Regions from separate parts of the Danio rerio genome. Here all the other regions are linked to region 1. Evidence: chromatin contacts called from public HiCAR-type data. All regions are on one chromosome and are shown on one strand. The core of a region is the stretch at or near the end of the contact, and the rest is flanking DNA. Distances in the headings are between cores, read along the strand shown.

What was found. HiCAR-type assays count read pairs that join an accessible place to other places.
Region 2: a contact with region 1 is called in a HiCAR-type map of caudal fin, with 6 times the contacts expected there. The contact joins the promoter of klf6a here to the enhancer-like site in region 1. A contact is called at or near these places in 3 of 18 Hi-C or Micro-C datasets (caudal fin, embryo and fibroblasts) and 2 of 4 datasets of contacts at active chromatin or transcription factors (caudal fin and embryo).
Region 3: a contact with region 1 is called in a HiCAR-type map of caudal fin, with 4 times the contacts expected there. The contact joins two enhancer-like sites. A contact is called at or near these places in 2 of 18 Hi-C or Micro-C datasets (caudal fin and fibroblasts) and 1 of 4 datasets of contacts at active chromatin or transcription factors (caudal fin).

Annotation. Positions count from the first base shown.
Region 1 is chr24:4,547,436-4,550,182 of GRCz12tu, reverse strand. No RefSeq gene overlaps it. Among named protein-coding and RNA genes, the nearest start is that of ccny, 13 kb to the left of the region's middle. Within about 2 kb of position 1,427, at least 2 of the 62 cell types and tissues checked have an H3K27ac peak or open chromatin away from gene starts, as enhancers often do. A contact at or near this core is called in caudal fin, where this site is marked.
Region 2 is chr24:4,335,400-4,338,146 of GRCz12tu, reverse strand. It overlaps klf6a (Kruppel like factor 6a), which reads left to right and starts at 1,429. Exons shown (of 4, transcript NM_201461.2): 1 at 1,429-1,762. The coding sequence starts at 1,661.
Region 3 is chr24:4,352,113-4,354,859 of GRCz12tu, reverse strand. No RefSeq gene overlaps it. Among named protein-coding and RNA genes, the nearest start is that of klf6a, 17 kb to the right of the region's middle. Within about 2 kb of position 1,354, at least 18 of the 62 cell types and tissues checked have an H3K27ac peak or open chromatin away from gene starts, as enhancers often do. A contact at or near this core is called in caudal fin, where this site is marked.

The DNA.
Region 1 (2,747 bases), core at 178-2,677:
TGCAACCCAGTATTGGAAAACATCCATACATTCTCACATTTACACACACACATTCACTACGGCCAATTTTGCTTACCCAATTCACCTATACCGCATGTCTTTGGATTGTTGGGGAAACTGGAACACCCTGGGCCTGGGGAAACCCACGCCAACACCGGGAGAACATGCAAACTCCACACAGAAATTGACCAATTGACCCATCCGGGACTCGAACCAGTGACCTCCTTGCTGTGAGGCGACATTTATTATTTTAATAAGCATATTTTTATTCACCAAGGCCAAGTTTATTTGGTCAAAACACAGTAAAACAGTCACACTGTGAAAATAAATTACAATTTAAAGTAACTCTTTCATATTTTAATAGATTTTAAAATGCAGTTGCATTGGTGTGACTTTTTCCAATTTTACTATCAGAAATTCAGAGTCACATGATGCTTCCTAAATCATTCTTACTGTATGTGCTAAATTAGTTCTCAGTTATTCTTATTGATCATTATAATATATCGTAATGAAAAACATAGAAACATAATATATATAATTGAATATATACAATAAATATAATTTAAGAAATCATTATTAATAGTGGCAGTAGGTAGTGCTGTCGCCTTACAGCAAGAAGGTCACTGGGTTGCTGGTTTGAGCCTCGGCTGGGTCAGTTGGCGTTTCTGTGTGGAGTTTGCATGTTCTCCCTGCGTTCGCTGGGTTTCCTCCGGGTGCTCTGGTTTCCCCCACAGTCCAATTACAGGTGGATTGGGTAGCAATCCAGGTGAATAAATATAATTTAAGAAATCATCATGAATGGTAAAATAAGAAAGGTGCCTACAGGGTCAAAGTTACTGTTATCAATAATATAAACAAAAACACAAATGTTCTTAATATATTTTATACACATTTTCTTAGACTAATTATCAGCTCTAAAAACAATCACCTGGTCAACTTCTATGCTTCCTACAAGCCATACATTTTTAGGATTCAGATAGAAAGATCAAAAGTACAGCATTTATTCCGAACAGAAACCCTGTCGCTTTTAATCAGTTTAATGCATCTTAGCTAAAAACAAATAATTTAATTTGTAAAAGTAACTTTTGAACAGTAGCGTATGTATGAAATGAAAAATAGATCAGAATGTGGAGTCTTGGCAAATCTGGGTGCACTTTGAGATATTGTTTACCTCTTGTATTTTTTATTTATTTATTTTTAAAACTCATATGAAGAAGACGCATATTAAGTCTTTTTAGTCCTGATTGCTGTCTGCAGGAATAAAGGAGATAACATTTAGATTCTTCTTTGCTTTGAGTCGCATGACTGAATGGATTACAGTTGTATTTCTGAAGTAAAAGTCTCCGGGAATCAGCTCTCAGACTCCCTGCAGCGATGTGTAAAATTATTCAGTTTCCTGCCGCTCATGTGAAGGTGTTTCTCTTTAACAGTGATGTAATGAGGATTTGCGGAGGTGTGAAGCTGTAGATAGATGCCAAATGTCTTTATATGTTGTGGTTTCCTGTAGAATGACTGTCTGTGTTTTTTTTAGCTACGTGTAAAAAGAAAAACCTTTATTCCAGTTCTCATCTAAAAGACAGACAAGTTTTTTTATGCAACACAGGGTCATTGGGAAAATGTGCCCAGGGCTCTCATTTTTGAGAGCCAAGAAGTGTCTGCTTACTGGTACATATGGCTGAATTGTGTGTGCAAAATAAACATAATGGAGCAATTGCGAAGACTGTTTACCTCTATATTAGTAACATTTAGACTTTAGAATTTAAAATTTATTCTGGAAATCTCTGACTTTATTCTTGAAATATTTTGACTTCAATCTTGTATAACTACTACTTAATACTCATAATATTTACACTTTGTTCTTGAAATATTACGACTTTATTCTCATATAACTAAGGCTTTATTCTCGCAATAATTCTGCTTTATTCTCAAAATATTATAACTTTAATGTCATGTAACTCTAACTTCTCTCTCGTGACATTTCAACTTTATTCGTAACATTTAGATTTTATTTTCAAAATTTTAACTTGATTCTTTTGAATATTGAATATTTTTACATCATTCTCGAAATTTTATGACTTTAATCTTGTATAACCCCAAGTTTACTCTAGTAATATTTCAACTTTATTCTCAGAATATTACAAGTTTAATCTCTTATAACTCTGACTATATTCTCGTAACATTTTGGCTTTATTTTTAAAACATTACGACTTTAATCGTGTTTAACTGTGACTTTATTCTTAGATTTTGAATATATTCTCGAAATATTATGACTTTAATCTCATATATCTCGTATATCACACAGGGAGCAGATTGAAGTTTGCTGGTAAACCAGCTCAGCTGTGGTATTGAGGTGGATATTTCCACCAACAATCCCTGCTGGTACCGGAATCGAACCTGCATGGCCATCTATAACGATCTAATAAGTGACTTAATTCTCGTAACATTTTGACTTTATTTTTGAAATATTACCACTTTAATCTTTATTTCTTTATACATTTTTTAAATGCCACTAAATGCCGTCATAGCAGTAACTATAATAGTCAGATAATAGTACTATTATTATTATATATTTAAATTAAATAACACTCCACAAATTATCCGTGGTCTAGAGTTTCTGAATGTGTATAAAAGAGTATATACTGTGTAAGTACTATTTTGCATGTCTGAATATTGCTTTTATTTTGAATTCAGATGATATTTTCAACTCTACAAATTAACATTCTCCATGAATGTCTCATCATTATTCT
Region 2 (2,747 bases), core at 180-2,679, 210 kb after region 1:
TAAATGATCAAGCATTATGTAATGAATATGCAATATGCTTTGGGAACATAATACATTTAAATGGTCTACTACTTTTGAATGGTTAATATTAATAGGGGTGTGAAGGCTGCAATACAGATATTACAAAGTCAGTTCATCCAATTTAACGACCCAAAAGTTTTAATATGCAGCTTTTGTGCTTACATTTTTTATCATTTTATCATTTTTTTACTGTATTATTTGATCTCCTTTTTTACATTTTATCTTAATGCAAAATAATATTAACATGTAAAGCACATTTCTTTGCCTGATTTAACTGCTAGACTAGTCCATGACTGAAGGTGTGGAAACCTCACTGTACAAAATATGATATAAAACAATGTTATATATAATTTTACAGGAGTCATTTATACTTCTATGTTTTTATTTGGGGGCCCTCAGATTTTGGGGGCCAAGATTGTCTTGCTTATCGGTTAAATCCGCCCCTGCATATTTATTTACAGAACAACTCACAGAAATCAACCATCATTTTAATTTGGGGATGAAAGTTTTTATTCACTGTATTTATGTTTTACTTCAGGGACAGATAATGTATGTTTCTGATGGAATGTCCCCAATACTCTTTTGAGTAATATCCTGAGTAATATTCTCTATCCTGAGGCAGCAGACAAAGACAATAAATAAATTTGACACTGTTAGGGACTTTCCCAAATTCTCCCACCGGTGAACTGTAAATGATCAAGCATTATGTAATGGACATATGGGATCATAATACGTTTAAATGGTCTACTAATGTTGTTAAATGTTTAATAATATGAGTGTGAAAGCTGCAATAAAGTTATTACAAAGTCAGTTCATCCCAATTTAAAGACTGACAAGTGTACAAATCTTATAGGTTACACTTTGAGATCCCCCTCGAAGTTTAGCAATACTTTTCCTGTTCACAAAACGCACAGAAACATGATATTGCATTGCATATTAACTAATATCTGTCAAAAAAAATAATGACACTTTATATTTGGCATTCAGAAATTGCTCGGAATTTCTCCAAAGCCATGTTTGTGTTAGCAGGAGTTACTCTGGGGAGATAAACACAAGCTAAATGGAAAAAAATGAGTGTATTTCAACACCACAGTTCTCCTGGAGAATCCGCCGATTGCACACAGCGCTCGCTCTGGCCAAACCGATGCACGCGCCACACTCCGTTGTCAAGAAACAGAACTGAGAGGTTTGAGCGCAGAGCCTTTATATATGTTTCTAAAAATACCGTCCAATCAGCGCGCAGGCCCGTCCAGTTGAATTGCCCAATCGAAGCGCCAGAAGGAGGCCCCTATTTCCATAATCGTCTCTCATTGGCTTAAAGTGATATCATATGCACCCGCGCAAGCTGGGGGCCAGCGATTGGTCGCGCGTAGAGGCACCGTCACGCTGTCACGAGGGGGTAGGCAGGCTGCGAGGTTTGAACAGGGGAAGTTGACAGAGCGCAGCGCTGTGCGTGAGTTCAGTGTTTGCAAATATAGAGAGATCTCAACAGACGGACTAGCGGACTCCGAGCAAAGCGACGGCTGCACCGCGTTGCTATTGCACGAAGAGGACGCTTGCTTTGTTTGCTCGTCACACTTTATCTTGATTCAGCAAGATACATCTATCTATTTTTTTGGTCTTGATACTCGGGATTGCAATGGATGTTCTACCAATGTGCAGCATTTTTCAGGAACTTCAGATCGTCCACGACACTGGCTATTTCTCTGCATTGCCATCGCTTGAAGAATACTGGCAACAGGTAACTGATTTTTAAAGTGATTTTTGGATGAAACTTTTGCTGTGATTGGTTAAGAGAGAGCTAGTGGTTCGACTTTGTTGCTTTTAAACAGGAAACAGAGTTATTTAGCATCCGCGCGGCGCTGTAACAGTTTAAATGACGTATTTACGCGGATACATTGTAGCGCGGTCACTGCTGTCAGTCAGTGGAGTCTATGCGTGCGTCTGTGTTAGTGTACTTTTTAGTGCACAGAATAGACTAACGAGCAAGTGGACTAAGTAAAATATAAACACTTGGCTCATTTTCTTACTCAAACATAGATTGGTTTGATTTGACAGTCTTCAGCACATGTTGTGTCACATAACGGGGTTTATAGGAGGTGCTTATTAACTCCCATAGCTGGTTATTCTGCTTGATAGTGATATACTTGTGATGGAACTGTTGCAGTATTTTTGGCACGATCATATGAATGTTTCTCCTGAAACTGATCCAGGTAGTTTCCCCTCCGGCTTTTGGGGGATTCTGGCATGGAGCCATAAGAGCGTATCTCATGGCATTTAAACACGTTTCCCAGCAGAGAGTGCTGAAATGATAGTTAAGACTCTGTCGTCGTTTACTCGCCATTATGTTGTTTTAAAATGCCATGAGTATTTATTTGGTGGAAATAATACGAGATGCCAAGCACGACGTTAGTGACTGACAGCCTCAGTCGCCATTCACTTCCAGTGCATTCAACCAAACTGAATGGTGACTGATCTGTCAGTCTGCTTGACATTTCGTAAATATTAAACACTAAATCATTCTGAAACAAACACTATACCTGATGGAGAAGCTGTAGAATCGATTGCTTGATAGGCTCCAGGCCATATTTCGCACATAGATATCGTGTTTTATTATTATTAATATATTTTTTTGATATGCGCAGCTAAAATGCACGACTAATCGCTCATATCGAGTGGAAAACGCAGTTTGAAGCGTTTATCGAACCACTTCTGAACTGAAACGA
Region 3 (2,747 bases), core at 105-2,604, 200 kb after region 1:
TGACGTTGTGTGAACGTTATTGCTATGACGTCTATCAGATGTTGGATTTTAGTTGCCATACCTGACGAATAAATGTCAGTATTTGACGTCAATATGACATTGGTTTAAGATGTTGGCTCGAAGCTGGATTTTGGTCAGTTTCTAACAAAACCTAAAATCAACCAAATATCAATGTAATTTCACATCGTTATTGGACATCAAAATAACGTCCTTAGATGGTGGCTAGAAGTTGAATTTTGGTCACTTGACATTCTAACCTAAATCTAACCTAATATTAACGTCTTTTGACATTGTGTGCCTGCTGGGCAATAACTAAATGCACTACAGAATGTTACGTTTACACACACCCACAAATGACATGTAAATGCATCAGCTTTTTACAGTATGATACTAAAAAAGCTACTTTTTACTCTTATTTTGAGTAATATTTACAACAGATACCTTTACTTGCACTACATTTTTATGCAAGTACTTGTACTTTTACTTAAGTAGGATTTTTCTGTACTCTTTCCACCCCTGCATTTAATAAAACACCCTACGATAACAAAGAGTAAACAAATAAAATCTAATGGAAAAAAACAAAGAGATGCATCCACAAGATGCTGTGAATTTCATTTACGTTCATATGAAAGCTGACCCTTTCCTTGTGACCCAGCTTTGCCGTGTGTTAAGCTAACAGTCTGTTTTATATCTGTGCTCCTGGTTCCTGAGGGGTTGTGTCTGGGTGATGGCACGCATCATGCCTCATTTCCTGGAGAATGCAGGACACAGGGCTCGCAGCGATGCAGACTGGTCATGAGATATGGGTTAGTCATTCTCAGGTGTTTACCCAGAGAAACAGAGGAAGAGCGAGGAGCTAATGCTACTCACATTTCACAAGGGAATACAGAGGTTTTAAATAGTGTTGCCAGACTTTTGCACTTTTTAAATGACTTGCAGCAATACATTGTGAGGGGAAATGCGTTTAAATAACATCGTTTTACTGCATTACAATTGCAAAGACAATTATGGGAGCAGAATTAAACGCCTCATTTGCTCTGTTTGACTTTTGCAATAGATTATGATGTACAGTCTACTTGTGCAGTTTTACACACTCTTGCTGCAGTTTATACTAAAGCTATATACTATTTTACTAGCTATAGCTTTTGCCAGCCCTCTATTAAATGCCCTGTTAAACATGTTTCCATTAAAAGGACACCAACTCGCTCGGTCTCTGGTGAGTCAACAGTCACACCTGAATCCCCAGCCAATGGGAACATGCACAGGTGTTTGCAAAACAACTCTGATCCGTCTCTGAGTGTGCTGACCCGGCCAAGGTAAAACAATCCAGTCAGAGAATGCCTTAGTCATGGGAAAATGACATAAGCGGTGTGATGGGAAGATGAAAGCAGTGCAGGAAAGCGGGAATGACACACTGCTCAAACATATGATATCATGGTTTAAAGTCCAGTAGAGGATGGATGATGTCATGTGCGTGGGTTTGAATGTACAAACAAAAAGCAAAACACCAAGTCAACATGCGGGCGGCAGTAACCTACAATCATGACCTACGTGTGATAACCACAGACCTCATGTAAGGAGCTTCACAAGGCTGGCTGAAACTAAACGTGCCACTTTTCACCGTATAACCGTCGTAAACACACATTAAGTGGTGCAGATAAGATGAGCAATGCGTCACTACTGACAATTTAGCTCATTCAGTTCTCCTTTAGCGCTATAGGGGAATTGAAAAAGCTAAATTGTCTGTAGTGTATGAGTGTGAATAAGTGTATGGGTGTTTCCCTGTGATGGGTAGCAGATGGAAGGGTAAAACATTGAACTTGTAGGGGAAATCGAAGCACATGGAATAAACCCACGCAAACATAAGGAGAACATGCAAACACACAGAAACACCAACTGACCCCGCCGGGACTCCCTCTTGAGTCACTGTGTGCCACACAAATAAATACTTAGAAATAATTTCTTGCAAAGATATAGATAATAAAATAAGTCAGGTTGCTTTAGACCAGTGTTTCTCAACCACGTTCCTGAAGAACCACCAGAACCGCATGTTTTGGATGCCTGCTTTGTTTGTTACACCCATCACAGGTCTTTCAGTCTCTGCTAATGAGCTGATGATCATAATCAGGTGTGTTTGTTTAAGGAGACATGGAAATTTGTGCAGAACTGGTGGTCCTCTGGGAACATGGTTGAGAAACACTGCTTTAGACCCACTCAGTCCTTCAAAGATGTTACAAATGAGCAGTTTTAAAAATACAAATCTTGCATTTCCTCATCTTACATATGATTTTTAGTCAGAGTGAGTATTAATCACTGATAGATAACTATTAATTGTAACATCCCTCTGGAAAGTGTGAGAGACAGTCTAAAACAGGAAGCAGTCTGATCGCTATTCTGAGGATTTTCAAGGAAAGCACCATTGGGTGTCATACTGTCCTGTTAGGGCGAGACAAGCTCTGCTAGTCATACCGAAAGTTACAAAATGAAACTTTCCCTGATTAGAAAGCCCCATGAGAGTTCAGGCTTGGAGTTAGTCACTTAGTATTCACTATTTCAACTGCACTCTGTGTACTCAATGTTGCTATTGTTACCATGACAAAGGGCCTCAAAATCCCTTTTGAATGTCTTATCATGATTGGTTAAATTACTGGCCATGTTAATACAAATCCAACTTGCTCCGAAATCTCATTTTCATTCAGTTTCCTGTCATTATTCCTAATTCTGCTTCACTCGGTGGATTCGGAAGC